Linked DNA regions of Hordeum vulgare: region 2 is linked to region 1. The links are chromatin contacts, called in public Hi-C maps. All regions are on one chromosome and are shown on one strand. Each heading gives the region's core, a stretch centred on a gene start, on an enhancer-like site or on the middle of the called end of the contact. The rest is flanking DNA. Distances are from core to core; before and after follow the strand shown.

Region 1 (5,355 bases), core at 1,846-4,345:
TTCACTGTGTGTTCTGTATCACAGGTAGTTCTGCTCGCCGTTCAAACCCCCCACGGGACACACAGTCCAAACAGTATCGCAACCAAGAGGCGCCCGAGGGGTCTGCCACCTCAGGCCTGCAACCCAAGAAGCAGTCCTTCAAGAAGGTTGCGCACAAGGATAAGAGGGTCAATGTCCGAACTATGTCCCCCAAGGACTTTCTGCAGTTTCGCACTCAGAACCACTATCTCAACGAGAGGGCTGTGATCAAGGATGTTGACCATGCCTGGGCAAGGGACCAGTGCAGGATCTACCGTGATGTTGTCGCACATTTCAAGAAAAACTATGTCTCTGTTCAGTAGATTGACCTGGCACATCTTCAGAGGAACATGGACTTTTTTGGTGATGCCCTCTCTCTGATTGATAAACTGGGGATCAAGGACATCATCACTTACAAGACAGATTTTGATCCCACTGCTGTTGCTCAGTTCTATGTCACGGTCCACTTCTCTCCTGATGCAGAGCGCTCCATGGTGTGGATGACTGGGTCAAAGAAGATGACCGGTACCTGGCATGAGTTCATGCAATTCCTCCACATTGACTTCCAGGGTGCTGACACTCTTCTTGGGCTGCGTCCTCATGCTGCAGCCCCCGCCGATAGGGCCCCCGCAAAGGACAGACTGCAGAAACTTTATCTGAGGAAGGGGGTGCTTCCCAAGCACGTGGACATCATGCATCGGATCTTTCGCAACACCCTCTTCCCTCGCAGTGGTAACTTCGATGAGGTTCATGGCTCCTTGGCTGAGATGCTGCTGCTTTGTGAGGAGGCTATGTCTCAGGAGTCTGCTCAGCTGTATATTTCTGATGTGATGTTTACGGAGCTCTGGAACTGCATCATCATGCGTAAGGTTCCCATCTACGGGCCTTATCTATTCGCATACATTCGCCATAAGTGGCAAGAGGCTTTTCCGGAGGAGCTGCTCTACGCTCAGTCTGACTACATTGTGCATGACCCGATCAGGCTTCGCGTCAAGGACAAATGGGCCAACCCATCTACTTCCTCTCAGCACATGGATACTAATACAGAGACTGCTGCTGACAGAGGAACCGCCTCTCAGTCCTGCTCGTCTGCCATGCCATCTTGGGCTACCAAACTGCAGGACAAGATGAAGACTCTTTTCTGTATGCAGGCCAAGGGTCAGTACCAGATGCACGTGGCTCAGAAGGAGAGCCGCCAGAGGCATAAGCGTGTTCTCAGGACCCTGGATGTGGACATCTCCAGCGGCTCAGAGGACGACATCACTCCTGAGGCTACTTGGATGCAGCCTCAAGGATACCAGTGGTCTGGCGATGAGGCGGAAGAGGAGGAGCAGACCGATCAGGAGGGGACAGATGAGTCTGGTGATGCTGAAGATGAGGAGTAGCTACCTGTGGCATTAGGTGTGCCCCTTTTTGGTGTCTTGTGCCAAAGGGGGAGAGAGTCTAGGATTTGCTTTCATATTCGAACTTTGCGTTGCTTTGCTTTATTTCGTGTGGTTTGCTTCGAACTTGGTTTGCTTCTAGTTTGCTATCTTTTGTGAGACATGAACTTATGTGAGATTTATTTCCATCATATGCTGTGAGTCATATGCCCCGTATTGTCATATATCTCTATCTTTTTGTTCTCACATTTTTCTCTGTGCAAATCCGGTATTGTCATCAATCTGCCTAGCGGTAGTTCGTGGACGGACCTTTTTGCGAAGACTTTCTTGACGGTAGTAGTACTTTTGCACTACCAAGGGGTCAGCGGTAGTACCGCTGGAGTCCCAGCGGTAGTACCGCTGCATCCAGCGGTAGTACCGCCAGGCGGCGGTAGTACCGCCCCTGTTCAGCGGTAGTACCGCTGGAGTGCCAGCGGTAGTACCGCTGCAGGCAGCGGTAGTACCGCTGGAGCTCGGGCAGAGAGTGGGAAAACGGTCTGATTTTCCCCCCACTATATAAAGGGTTCTTCTAGCTGAGGAACCCTATCTCTTACCTCTCTAAGCTCCATTGTTGCGCCCCAAGCTCAAAAGTGCCCGATCTCTCTCCCTAGCCAATCAAACTTGTTGATTCTTTAGGGATTGGTTGAGAAGGCCTAGATCCACACTTCCACCAAGAGAAAAGTTGATTCCCCCACCAATCCCTTGCGGATCTTGTTACTCTTGGGTGTTTGAGCATCCTAGACGGTTGAGGTCACATCGAAGCCATATTCCATTGTGGTGAAGCTTCGTTGTTTAGTTGGGAGCCTCCAAGCTTTGTGTGGAGTTGCCCCAACCTTGTTTGTAAAGGTTCGGTCGCCGCCTTCAAGGGCACCTATAGTGGAATCACGGTACCTTGCATCGTGCGAGGGCGTGAGGAGAATACGGTGGCCTTAGTGGCTTTTTGGGGATCATTGTGCCTCCACACCGCTCCAACGGAGACGTACTTCATGTCAAAGGGAAGGAACTTCGGTAACACATCCTCGTCTCCATCGGTTCCACTTGTGGTTATCTCTATCCTTTACTTTGTATTTGCTTATGCTTATGACTATATCTTACTTGTCTTAATAGCTCTCGTTGTTAGCTTCTATAGGGTTCACCTCATTGTCATATAATTTGTGAACCCGTATAGTGTTTACCTTATCTTGCTAAGATTAATTAAAAGTGGTCGTTGTCTATTCACCCCCCTCTAGCCAACCATATCAATCTTTTCAATGATATTGCACACTGTTTTCCCACTGGTAGCAGAAAAACGTTTCTGTTTCTTTTGGAGTTAAATTATTTCTTTTAATAAATTACTGGTACTACTCCCTCCGTTCCTAAATATAAGACATTTTAGAGATTGCACTATAAACTACATACGGATGTACATAGACATATTTTAGAGTATAGATTCACTCATTTTGCTCCGTATGTAGTCTCCTAGTGAAATCCCTAAAATGTCTTATATTTTGGAACGGAGGGAGTACAAGACAAGAGAGAACCTACTGGACCTGAGCATAATTTGTAATTAACCTGAGCTTGTATCCACGAATTGAGCACATTTTTCCTCGTGGAAACCCATCGTGTTTATTTTCTCACTGGCAAGCGGAGGGCACACGCCCCTCCATAAATTAAGGAGCAAAACAACCCCACACAAACAAAAAGAGCGCGTACAGTACGAGCGAGAACCGAGCGGAGGGAGACTAGGAGCACAAGATCCTTATCTTCTCCGGCCCTCCGGAGTCCCGGACGCCATGGCCGCCGCGGTCGTCCACCTCTCCGTCCACGCCCGCATCCGCCGCTCTCCGGAGGCCGTCGTCTCTCAGGCGTGCCACCGCCCTTCCCTCCTCCGCTGCCGCGCGTTCAAGCAGGAGGCCGGCGGCGACGGCGAGAATAAGCCGTCGTCGCCACCGAACGAGCCGCGGAAGCGCAGGAAGGGGCCGCTGTACACGCTGAAGGCGGCGATGCAGGGGCTAGCGGGGTCCCGGTCGGCGGCTGCGGAGGTGTATGGCGGGCAGTACGAGCTCGCCGTCGAGAAGGCCGAGGAGATCTTCTTCTCGGTGAGCTCTCCGTGCCCGAACCGTCGATGCCCGACACGTGCAGTTGCTCTAGATGATACTACTATGGTTTATCTCTTCGATTGATCGGTTGCCCGGTGCTTGGTTAACTCACAGTACTACCTTATGCATACGCAGATATGGGGGTAGGTATCGTAATTAAGCTGCATGGGTGCGAGAATTGCTCCCATCACATGCTGAAAACGATCCTACACATGTTGCGGGGCCTAAATTCTAGTTGATCTTCTCTTCTAGTTTGGTGTTTAGAATTCCAGCCCACTAGAACTGATACAATCGATGTGTGAGACACTGATGGGCGCGTTCGATTTTGTAAATTCTAGGTTGCCTGATCTTTCTAAAAATCTTAGTCACACAAAACTGCACATTCATGAGCCTAAAATTGCAACGTGAATGTTGTGTAGTTGAGCTAAACTTTACTGTGGTTTTTAGTTTAAAGAGTCCATAGGATGAGGTGGGGATGAGGATCGTTTGACGTAGGCAGCGTCTTTCTTCTTCTCTAGCAGCTACTTGTGACTGTGAACAGAATGTCCACTGTCGCCTGATTCTGGTCTAATCTCCCATGTGTTATTTACTTATTCGCAAGGTTTGTTCAAAACATGTATTCATACTAGTTATTTAGATCGTCTGCATCGTGTCGTGCCTACTTGTATTTAATCCATTTAAGCTGTCCAGCCATGTGGTCTAAACTTAAAATGGCCATGTTGACTCTTTGCATGCTCAACAGTAAAGAATTTTATCTTTTTTTTTTCTGAAACAGATCACGCATTATACTCTTTTTCTGAAACATAGATGATCTGTATTCACTGATTTGCTTCTCCTCTCAGGTTGCTACTCAGGTAGGCCGATACGTTATCACTATGATGAGCACTGGTGTTGTACTAGCAGTTGGATTTCAGTTATCAGGTCAGTCATATACTCTTGTACAATCTACTGCATTGCCTTTGTATTCTTCCTTTCTCTTTGTTTCATACTATAAAGCACTTGTAGGGTTTCAGTTAATAATGTGTCTACCTCTGTATGTAGGTGGAGACAGCCAAACGGATGCACTAATTTGGTATAGCTGGCTTGGTGGAGTAATTATCGGCACAATGCTAGGTGCAAACAGTGTCCTAGAGGAACACTGTAAAGCTGGACCTCGGAATGTTGTCATAACGGGAAGGTAACTCATTTTACATTCTTCTTCTGACATTGTCATGTGAATCTTTTCCCAGGAATTAGTGTGCATGCTCTTAATATAGAACTAAACAAATAATCTAATCTAATGATTGCCTCCAAGATAACTTGATAGGAAATACTACTTCACCTTTGTGAAGTATCTCTTTGTTGGTTTATAAAGGAGATTGTGATGTGCGGTTATATTTTACAATCCCCTAAATTAGTTGCCTTATAAACATGTGAAGTAAAAATTGATGGATGTTATTTCATGGATCCAACACCACTGATTGCATCCATGGGAACCTGTTTTTTCGTTGTTATTTATTTTTATGATCATCATTGACCCTGCAGTTTTATTTTGGCAGCACAAGAGGTTTAGGAAAAGCACTTGCTCGAGAGTTTCTTCTTGCTGGAGATCATGTTGTAATTGCTTCCCGCAGGTAGTAGTCCTTGACATAATGCTCAAATTTTAGTTCAATGCTCTCTGTCTTAGTTTTCTTACTATCTCCATTTCTATTGGCAGCCCTGAATCAGTTCTTCAGACCATCAATGAGCTTGAAGAGAACATACAGGAGGGCCTGTCAGTTGCCAAGAAGAAACAAAGAGAAACTTTATTACAAGCTAAGGTTGTTGGTACATCTTGTGATGTTTGCAAACCAGAAGAT
Region 2 (5,355 bases), core at 1,643-4,142, 180 kb after region 1:
CTACAGCCCCGAAACTTGCAAAAATAACCCTAAAAACCCGCGGACGCATCTAAATGTGTGTAAAAAAATGACTAGACACATCTTAAATAGATACGGTTGCAACCAAACATCTCATATTAAAATTTTAAATCCTATGCAAACATAAAATCTATGTACTACATATAAACTAACTATCTTCGTTGGAGATTTCGACGACCTTTGTGCCCTTCAATGGATAAAAGTGTGATAGCTACGGCTTCGCCCCCCTCCGACGCTTTCACTGCGGCCCTCTCCGAGGCCTTAGGCTGCCCTGTTGCGGCTTTCCCTGCCACTATCTCCCCATCGAGCTCGTCGAAGAGGGCGTCGGTCTCCGTCTGCCTCTGCCAGATGAGACGGAGGTTGGCCTCCACCTTGACCTCATTCCGGATGGAATCCAGGATGGCCTGCTGCTCTATCATCTCCTCCGCTTGGGCGACGATGAACTCCGCCTCCGCCTCCGTTGTGCCCCCCTCCGGTGCTTTTGGCTGCTCCGCTGCGGCCCCCTCCGGCGCTTTCGGCTGCTCCGTTGCGGCTTCCTCCGGCGCTATATCCGTGTCGAGCTCGTCAAAGAGGGCGTCGGCCTCCGCCTGCCTCTGTCGGATGAGATGGCGGTTGGCCTCCACCTCGGCCTCATCGCGGATTCCATCCGGGATGGCCTGTTGTTCCGTCATCTCCTTGGCTTGGGTGATGATGAACTCCGCCTCCACCTCCGCCGTGTCCCCCTCCGATGCCTTCGGCTGCATCGCTACGGCTTCCTCTGCCGCTATCTCCGTATCGAGCTCGTCGAAGAGGGCGTCGGCCTCCGCCTGCCTCTGCCAGATGAGATGGCGGTTGGCCTCCACCTCGGCCTCATCGCGGATTCCATATGGGGTAGCTTGCTGCTCCGTCATCTCCTTGGCTTGGGTGATGACGAACTCTGCCTCCACCTCCGCCGCGTCCCCCTCCGGTGCCTTCGGCTGCTCTGCCGCAGCTTCCTCCGCCGCTATCTTCATGTCAAGCTCGTCGAAAAGGGTGTCGACCTCCGCCTGCCTCTGTCGATGAGACGGCGGTTGGCCTCGACCTCAGCCTCATCCGAGATGGAATCCAGGATGGCATGCTGCTCCGTCATCTCCTCGGCCTTGGCAATGGCGAACTCCGCCTTCGCCTCTGCCATGTTCAAGCCCGAAGCATGGATCTCCGTCTCGTCCTCCTCCGGCAGCAACTCCTTCATCTTCGGCGAGTCCGAAGGGAGACCCGCAGTGATAGTGACGGCGTGCCGAGTCTGGATCTCCGCCTCGATCTGCATCCGACGCTTTGACGTGAGCATAGCATAGATGGTGATCCTACGACGGGCCATATTGACGTCGTAGAGCGGGGGAGAGAAGGCAGACGGGCTCGGGTGACGACAGAGGAAGGGAGGTGGATGTGTTAGGGATGAGGGTTGGGGGGGGGGGGGCGCCGACCGGCTTAAATAGCCGGCTATGACCTCGAACGATGAGCCGGAGTGGTGCCATGCGGCTTTCACACCGCGGTGTCGAGTATCCTGGCGAGTTCGCATGGGGCCTTGCTGTCTGGCCGACGTGGCAGACGTGTTCCAGCGTGTCCATACTCTCTCTATTTGTCTTATATTTGAATTGAATATGAGGGATGCTGGTTAGACTGGGCATTTGAAGCCCACTTAAGAGGCACGGCTGAGTCAAATTTTTATGATTTGTTTGAAACAGATATAAGGCCCTTCCGAGTGCATCGGTGCTAGGGGGGCCACATACACAAAACAATGATGTGGCAAAGCAATTAAAGAGGAGAGAGAGCATTATGGTGACCCCAAGAAAAAACGGTGCTAAACGCGTGAACCTATGTAAAAACACTACCAACCAATGCATGAAGAAGTTTAATTATTAAAGAATTCCATGAGAAAAGCTTACCAACAAAAGCTAAGAGCAAGTACAATAAGGTACAGTCAGCAGGCTGTAAGGATTAAAATACTATATTTTTGCTGAGTTGGATGAGAGAGAAGAAGAGAGAGAAGGGAAGCGGGCTCTTCGTGAAGAGCCAGCTCTAGCACGTGCTCCTAGGTGCTTTGTGAGAATGAAAGGTGGGTCATATATGATAAAAATAGTACTCTTCTATAGCTAACTATTGTACAAGCTGGCTATAAGATGGGCTATAAGACTGCTTATAGCCAGCAGTTGGCTATACTATTAACCATGCTCTAAGCACATATACATTAGGGAGACTAGTTGCTAAGGTTTTTAATATACTTAGTACCTCATCTAAGCATCAATGCATTGGAAGAAGCCTAATGAGTCCAATTATAGATGTCCAAGCAATGTCATCGACCTGATCTGATCGGAAGCACCAAGCAGTCGGCTTGGTAAGCTACTACCTATAAAAATTTGCAATCAATGATCTGATCGCAAGCAGGTATACGAATCAATTCGTCCACCGCTTTAGGGAAGGTGCCATTTTTCTCGCGGGAAAGCTGCCATTTAGCGGGACACTATTTGACATTGCATCTCTCCTAGTAGTAGGAGGAAACCACGGGGCGGCCTGGCCCAACGAGTCATGCTCATAACATGCAGCCGTGAAGACTTCTGCCTCAAGCCACGAGGCACACCTGTCGCTTGGAAGGAGAAAGAAAACACCGTCCCAACCGGTCGCTGACAGAGCAGGCCCACATCCGCAGCAAACGGCCTTCGCCAGCAGCGTAACCGTCGCGTGTAATCCCGCCGCGTAATCGTGATTAGTAGTATCTTGATGAATCGATAAGGAAAACGAAAACCTGACTCCTTAGCAGTAACTGGCTGAAATGCGGGGTCAGCCGACCCCTGACCCCGCCGGTCAGCCAGGGGCGGGCTCGACATGACGGGGGGAATGCGGTTCTCATGAATGAACTCATTCGCGGGCGAAGCGGAAAGCGCGGGCAGGCCGTGCCGCGTGACCTGAAGGCAGTCGCACGTTTACCGGCCACGGCCGCGCTGTCGCCCCTTTCCTTCCATCCTCGCGCTTTTATTCCACTCCCACCCCCCTCCCTCCTTCCTCCGGCCGTCGTCGCGCCGGGCTCCACCTCCACCTCCACCTCCACAAGAGACTCCACTCCCCGCCAACTAGTGCTGCTACGTACGTACGTACTACCACGAGTCGCAATCCCCGTTCCGAATTCCCCACCACCACCACCACCACCACCACCGCCACCGCGAGCGGAAAGCGGCTCCGTCCTCCCTTTTCGCTTATCTTTCGCCCCGCTCCTTCCGTTTCTCGCTCAAGCACTAGGAGCAGTGCTGCAGCTGCAGCAGCAGCAGCAGTAGTACGTAGCAAGGAAGCAAAGCAAGGCGGCGGGCTTCTGATGTCGTCGCCGCCCGCCGCGCCGGGCCCGGCCTCGCCGCCGGGAAATCGCACGGCGCCGCCCCCGGCCTCCGCGCCACCCGCTACCAACTCGACGCCCCCTTCGCCGCCGGCGCCACCGGCCTCCTCGCCGCCGCCCTCTTCCCCCCTGCCACCGCCGTCGACGCCCGCGGCGGCGCCTCCGTCCTCCGGCACCACCCCCGCGACGCCCTCCCTCCCGCCTCCCTCGGCGCCCGGGACGCCCGCCGCGCCGTCTCCCCCGTCGACCACGCCGTCTCCCCCGACCGATCGTCCGACGCCGTCTGCCCAGGCCTCGCCGCCGCCGCCGAGCTCGGGGCTCACGACGGCCACGGTGGCGGGGATCGCGGTGGGCGGGCTGATCGCGCTGCTGCTCGCCAGCCTCCTCTGCTTCTGCATGCTCAAGAAGAAGAGGCGCCACCACCCGCACCACCACCCGCCGCCGCCGCCGCCCCACCACCTGCACTACTACGGGCATCCGCCGCCGCCGCCGCCGCCGCCGCCGTTCAAAGGTGAGATGGCAACTGTGCACCATCCATGGCTCTGTCTCGGAGCAAATACAGTACAGTACAGATCTCATGTGCGTTCTTTGTCTCACTAGCAAGTCACATCGCTGTCGCTTGCAATTATCTCGCTCTTCTTGGCAAATGTGCGTTGGCTTATGACGTACAAGTATGACTTACGTTCCAGTTTTTGGTGACTTCGAGATGGGTCCTCTAGTTAATCATGCTATTATGGCGTTATCGAGATAAAAACATCCAAATTTCCGTCAGAGATATAGCATGTCTTAGCTTATGTTTATTAAATTTTGGTATGCAGTACTGATCACAGGAATCTTCATCTGTGTTTGAGATAACCCCAATGGTAATTTTGACAAAAGAAAAAAAAATAAGCATTAGGTCTGCATATTTTTTTCATTCTTCTTCATGGAATCTGATTTATACTACAAAGGCAAATCTGTGAGGGAAAGTATGTCCTCCTTTTAGAAGTGAGTTAGTAACTAGTGTCAGCAATCAAAATGTGTCTACTTCATTCTTAAACTTCGTGCAATCATTTCTTGTTTATTAGATTTTTCAACAGGTGAATCCATTTGTAATTGTTATTGTTCGATATGAGTCGCTCTCATCTTTAAGTACGATTCATGTTCTTCTACAGGGGATCAATATGGGTGGCAGCATAATGCCCCTCCGCCACCCCCTGATCATGTTGTGAAGATGAACTCAAATCCTTCGACTAAGCCTCCGCCTCCTCCGCTCAATGTACACAGTAGTGGTTCTGGTTCACATTTCTCAGGTGGTGGTGAGAACCGACCCCTGCAATCACCGCTTGGCAACGCCCTCAGCTTCTCGAAAGCCACTTTTACTTATGAAGAGTTGGCGGTGGCAACCAATGAATTCTCCGATGCTAATCTTCTCGGCCAAGGTGGCTTTGGATTTGTTCACAAAGGAGTGCTGCCAGATGGCACAGAAGTTGCTGTTAAGCAATTGAGAGATGGAAGTGGCCAGGGAGAGCGTGAGTTCCAGGCAGAGGTTGATATTATCAGCCGAGTACATCATAAACATCTTGTGACATTGGTTGGTTATTGCATTTCTGAAGACAAGAGGTTGCTTGTCTATGAGTTTGTTCCCAATAACACGTTAGAATTCCATATACATGGTATGGTTTCTTGCTATGTTTCAATCATGATTGTTTTTTCTCTTTCAGGATGCTCTTTAATATTGTCCATAAAAGTTAACTGCGGCATCTTCTGTATTTTTTTGTTCCATATTTTGTACTCATAAATATCGTAGCTATTGCCAGTTTGTACTTATGAGTTGCCGTATGAGTTGACGGTTAGTAAATATCCAGGTGATTTACAAAGTTAAACCTGTGATACTACATGATTTAAATTATTATTATTTTGGCTTTAAAAAGAGACCTTGTTCGAGTAAATTGACAATTTGAGCAGTTGCATTGTTCAGAAAATGAAATACCATAACTGCAAGGGAGTTTCAT

What was found. A called contact is a pair of places that touch in the nucleus more often than the background predicts.
Region 2: a contact with region 1 is called in a Hi-C map of seedling, with 5 times the contacts expected there. The contact joins the promoter of LOC123443234 here to the promoter of LOC123443233 in region 1. A contact is called at or near these places in 3 of 6 Hi-C or Micro-C datasets (leaf and seedling).

The regions. Positions count from the first base shown.
Region 1 is chr3H:130,585,456-130,590,810 of MorexV3_pseudomolecules_assembly, forward strand. It overlaps LOC123443233 (probable chlorophyll(ide) b reductase NYC1, chloroplastic), which reads left to right and starts at 3,096. Exons shown (of 10, transcript XM_045119551.1): 1 at 3,096-3,517; 2 at 4,360-4,438; 3 at 4,559-4,694; 4 at 5,056-5,130; 5 at 5,214-5,355. The coding sequence starts at 3,212.
Region 2 is chr3H:130,770,004-130,775,358 of MorexV3_pseudomolecules_assembly, forward strand. It overlaps LOC123443234 (proline-rich receptor-like protein kinase PERK1), which reads left to right and starts at 2,893. Exons shown (of 8, transcript XM_045119552.1): 1 at 2,893-3,872; 2 at 4,516-5,016. The coding sequence starts at 3,344.